Linked DNA regions of Zea mays: region 1 is linked to region 2. Evidence: chromatin contacts called from public Hi-C data. All regions are on one chromosome and are shown on one strand. Each heading gives the region's core, a stretch centred on a gene start, on an enhancer-like site or on the middle of the called end of the contact. The rest is flanking DNA. Distances are from core to core; before and after follow the strand shown.

The links. A called contact is a pair of places that touch in the nucleus more often than the background predicts.
Region 1: a Hi-C map of endosperm shows a contact between it and region 2, with 5 times the contacts expected there. The contact joins the enhancer-like site here to the promoter of LOC100275070 in region 2. A contact is called at or near these places in 3 of 25 Hi-C or Micro-C datasets (ear, endosperm and tassel).

Annotation. Positions count from the first base shown.
Region 1 is chr4:143,172,086-143,174,785 of Zm-B73-REFERENCE-NAM-5.0, reverse strand. No RefSeq gene overlaps it. Among protein-coding and RNA genes, the nearest start is that of LOC100275070, 84 kb to the right of the region's middle. Within about 2 kb of position 1,370, at least 20 of the 20 cell types and tissues checked have an H3K27ac peak or open chromatin away from gene starts, as enhancers often do. A contact at or near this core is called in ear, endosperm and tassel, where this site is marked.
Region 2 is chr4:143,088,244-143,090,943 of Zm-B73-REFERENCE-NAM-5.0, reverse strand. It overlaps LOC100275070 (Adenine phosphoribosyltransferase 2), which reads right to left and starts at 1,299. Exons shown (of 6, transcript NM_001317853.1): 1 at 1,096-1,299; 2 at 782-892; 3 at 28-120. The coding sequence starts at 1,270.

The DNA of each region.
Region 1 (2,700 bases), core at 121-2,620, 84 kb before region 2:
TAACTAGATCCTAGGTTCGAGAACCACTAAATTCGGAGTTACAGTTTAAGGGTTATGCTTTCTGAATATTTAGGTGTTAGTCATAAAACAAGATGAGTGTATGATTTTACTACTTGTGACATAAAAATAAATAATGTTACTAAATAATAAACAATATTATTATGAGTTTATTGCAACTGGAATGGCTCAATTTGGAGTTAGAATAATTAAGTTATGGTGTTATGAAGGTTTAGAAATAAAAAATCATTTCCTAAGTAATTCTAATAAGCTTGAGCTCTGTTTGGACTGCAGATGAGATTTTGAGGAAACCCAGGGGCTAATATTAGAAGATTCGGACCCAACCGTAATTAACTTTGCATAGGGCTGGACAATGGATCAATTCATAGAAAACGCAGGGGCTCTTAAAGAAAATATGCACGCTGAAGGGGTATCCTCGGATTTCATCCATCGGATCTTAGCCTAACGGCCTAGATTACCCCCATCCCACGGCGAACCGGTATAGAGACATAGCCGTTGGATCAGAGATCCATGACCCAGATCATAAAGTACCATGAATGATTCTTAATAGTCCGATCTAGATCGAGGGTCCGGATCCAATCTCACACGGGTTAGCCAAGGATCCGATCACAGCCGTACACTCTACATCCTACGGCTCAATTTCTCTACTGTAACGTTATCCAGGTAATCGAATCTCTGCCCTTCATTAAGGATCCAACGGTCCTTGGTCTTCTTCCCCATGGAAGCTTCGCACCCAGCCCACGACGCTGACCAGCGCCCACGGTGGCGCCCCTCGCCGGAGGTCGGTAAAACTGGCACAGATCGCCCTACCCATAAACACCCATGCGCACTACGGAAGATGGCGAGTACAGGAGATGGATTCTTATTGGAGTTGAGGGCGTGGAGCCACCCGACCACGCTAGGCCTAAATTTACGGCGGCGGTAGATCCACGGTGAGAAATTCCCATGGGTTTGAAGCTTCTCTCGACGAATTGAGGGCACGCAAAGCCTCCACACAAGCTCATGCATATCCCTGACTGCCCTGAGAAGCCCGAACGGCGCGACGAAGATCTCTCGCTACGGCACTCTACACCCGTCGCCCTCTCTCTGCTACAGGGTTTTCTGGAGGGTTTTGGTTTGATAGGACGAGGGGAAGCTCTGAGATACATATAGTCACAAGAAATCATATCCCAACAACTTCCAGGGCGAATCCAAACAAGTGCCCAAAGCTCTCGAGACACGAGAGCGCCGGCCAGATCCATTTGAGTCCGCGCGGGGAGGAAGGCGATCCTGACAATCCGGTCCCACATGTCAGCGACGCACATGAGCAGGCCGACCGAAAACCCTGGAATTGGGCCGGCGCGCGAGCCACACGGGAGGGGATCCGAGAGTGGGCCGGATGGGAAGATGGGCCGACTGGGGCAAGGAAACGGCTGGGCTAGGAATGGGGGGGGGGGGGGGGGGGGGGGGGGGGGGGGGGGTGGAGTTCGGCACGAGAAGGTAAGTTTCCCTTTTTATATTCTCCTAATTTCTATTTTCATTTTCTATTCCATTCGAATTTTATTTGGAAATTTCTATATTCACATAGGATTCAAATTTAGGATTTGCATCCAAATGCGATAGCAAACAATCCAGCATGTTATGCAAGCATAATTTTATTGCTATTTATTTGTTGTTTTATTTATGCAAATACTCCAAATATGCAACACACATATTTAAAAGAAAAGTTGTATTTGAAAGTGTAGTCATTTAAATAGTTATACATAATTCCAATATTTTTTATTTGTTTAGTTTAGGAAAAACTTAATTTTATAATCTTTATCATGGATGATTTTGGTTCAAATATATAAACATTTTTAAAGGGTGCGTTAATAATATAGTTATAAAAGGAAAGACAAATATATTAAAAGTCTTTTTTGTTTTGCCAAGTTTTAGTTTTTAAAGTTTTGGGTCTAAGTTTTGAATACCAATATCCTATTGTAATTATTCATTCCGTATACTTTACAAAGGAATAAAATCATTATTAGAAGTCATTTCGCCTCAAAACTTTTGGAGAATTCTTTAAATCACCAAAATAAGATTTTGGGTGTTACACAGCGACATGCGCAGCACCGTACCTTTGGCATCACAAGGATACGACAACAATAAGTCCTTGGTGCCTTCGAGTGTTACAACATAACCTACTGCGACCAACTCTTCCACAGGTCGCTCCATCAACATCAAGTGCCACCGCTCCCAGGGACTTGACCATATGCATCGAGATTGCCCCAGCAAACGAGCATACATTGCTACTGCTGACGGTGGGTATGTTAGTGCTTCTGATGTTAAAGATAAAGATACTATTGGAGCTAACATTGTAGGGACTGATGATGGTAATGAAGAGGTTCTTGGCACAACAGCGATAGAGACCTATAAGGCCTTGATTGTGCAGCGGGCTTCGAGCTCCACGGTAGGCGACGATGACAACAGACTCCACCACAACCTCTTCAATATGTTCCTCAATGTCAAGGACTACCGTGTACATACCATCATTGGCGGTGGTAGCTGCAGCAACTTGGTGAACGTTGAGGTGGTTAAGAAGCTTGGCTTGACCACACGAGGGCATCCACATACTTATCACATTCAATGGTTTAACAACAGCGGTAAATTCAAGGTAACACAAACAGTAAGGGTGCACTTTTCAATCGGCTCTTACCATGACTT
Region 2 (2,700 bases), core at 50-2,549:
AACATGCATGGTCATGGAATCTCTCACCTGGGAGCTTCCTTGGCTTGCGCAGAGGTATGAACTTAGCGCCAATAGCCAGCGCGATCGCCGGGCCGAACACGAAGCCCCTGGCCTCAATCCCTGGACAGGAATGTCCAAGTGAACCCAACAATTTATCAGAGCCAGCGCAAATCGCTCGATTTGTACGTCCCGCTTGTAAAGAAAAATAAAAAAAATGGAAATTCGGGAACACGGCCCGCGGAACGGAAGCGGACAGAGGATCCAGCGAGCCGCAGAGCAAAATCTCGGAAACAGTTACAGCGACAGCGACAGCGGAGCCGCGTGACATCAGGGCGCGCCACCCGCGGAAACCGACGACGGGTGTGTACCGCCGGCGTCCCCGGACCGCCCGATCCCGTGCGCCGGCCGCACGCAACCGTCCGATCACGCGGTCCCAAGGGGGGCCACGTACCGGACGAGGCGGAAAAGCCTGGAAAGTCGCGTCGGCCCAGGTCAGTCATGTGCCAACGGACCCGGGGCAGGTGCGGGCGCGCGCGACGACAAAAGCCCGGGGGAGCAAAAGGACCAGGGTGATCTCAGAGATTTTACGGAATCTCAGAACTCTGCCCACAGCTCAGCTAGTCAGCTCCCCCCGCGGCTGCACGCGCACGGCCGGGACGACAGCGACGTGCCGCTCCAGTCACCGCAAGGCTGCCTACTCGGCACTCGGCAGTCGGCACTCGGCAGAGAGAGGTGGGCGGGACGATACTAGGGGAGGTGTCCGTCGGGTTCTGCTGCTTACCGGCGACGGCGTCGATGCCCATCCCGCGGTACCGCTCGACGAACAGGTCGACGGCGTCCTTGAACACCCTGGGGCGCAGCAGCAGCGTGGTGATGTCGTTGAACATGATGCCTGACCGCAAGCCCCCCAACGGCGCACGCATGATGCATGCACACACACACATACACAAGAGCGCGCGAAGCAGAAAAAAAAAAGAACGGTCAGCGTTACTGGCAAGCGGCGGCGTGATCAATCGGAGAGCAGCGCGTGGATGGAGATTGGAGAGGAATGAAAGAATGAACACGAGGAGGCCAAGGGCAAGGGCATGCACGCACCTTGCTTGGGGAAGTGCGGCACGACGCGGATGGCGTCGGAAATGCCCTGCAGCCGGGGGTCGGCCGCGGCGGCGGGGGCTGCAGCCGGCTCGCGGCCGACCTCCTTGCCCACCGGCTTGGCGTTGGTGCCGGCCTCCGTCAGGCTGACGGCGTCGCAGCTGGCCTCCTCGCCCATCAATTAATTCCTCTTTCTCTCTCTCCCACGCTCGGCTGGCTCGCTTGCTCGGTCCAAAACAAGCTTCCTCCTACGCCTTTGTTGTTGCTTGCTAGACTGGTGACTGGTGAGTGGTGAGCGAGCTAGTATTGAAGCAAGTGCCGGGGCTCCCTCGTTGCGCGCTGTTTATAAAGAGGAGGGCAGGAGAGCAGTGATGGTACGGCACGGCAGCCCACACCACGCATATATAGAGCCTACTAGTAAGACACTATACGTGCATAGGCACACCATCTCTCTCTCTCAGTGTGTCTCAATGTGTGACACTATACTTGCACAGTCGTAGACACAGTACGTGACAATGTGAGTGAGTGATGGTGGGTATTCCTCTTCCTCTTTTGGTGAAAAGCTTCGCGCCCTAGACTAGACCCAGTATTTTGACGGGCAGCGCCTAGCCGTTTTCAGAGAGGAAAGGGAAAGAAAACGGGGTGCGTTAGACTGCTTTCAACGGTTCCCATCGACCTCCCTCTCCCCCTCCCCTACCCCTTAGCCGTTTAGGGCCTATTAGCTTAGGCCCTCCTCGGCCGGGATCACGGCCTAATCCCATGGAATACCACCTCCTGGAAACAATCCTGGTCCAAAAAAGAAAGGCGCTCGGTTAAGTCCCTTTTGTCCCCCGTCCTAGAACTGTGCCCGGTCGAGTTCATGATTTTTTTATTGCCCCTGGTCTAGAACAGCGCCCGGTCTCTTAGGGGTGGAACGGCACCCGCGCGACATAAGTCGTAAAGAGTAGGCGGCAACGACGGTGTATAGGTGCGACATTAACCGAATAAACTTTTTGAGGCAGGGATTAAACATAGAGGGATTAAACCCCCAAGAGGATTAAGTGAAAGGGAGGGATCCACTTAATCCCTCCATGAATTAGATCCACTTGGGGATTCAATCCCTTGTAAACGAACATGCCCTTAGGGGGTTCAAATCCCTACGACGGTGCCCCCTTTGAACTCCTCTACACGCTACAATTTAAGTGGAGGCTACAGGAAACAAACAGATGTGGGGGTGCGACAGTGAGCCCTCTGCCCTCGGTTTACGTGTGCGGCAGTGTTTTTTAGTTGGGAAAAATGATAATAGATGGTGAATATGTATGAAAAATGATATTTTATGATTATAGTGGGGTATAGGGGAATGATTTAGGGGGAACCGCTGTACAGGGTGGAGATATAGGGGAAGAGAGATAGCTGACGTGGCGGGAAAGTGAGGTATAGGGAGAGAAATTTAGAGGAGATGATTGAAGACATACTTAGTCGTCAAGAGCCATGCAGTAGGCGCTGCCGCTGCTCCACGCACCTCCACTTGGGCTGGCCTAGCCAGTAGCTACCGGACCGCACCGGATTTCGCTTGTGGGTAGTACCCCGCCACCGCGCCCCGTCGGAACTCGCAGCGGCAGGGCCGGG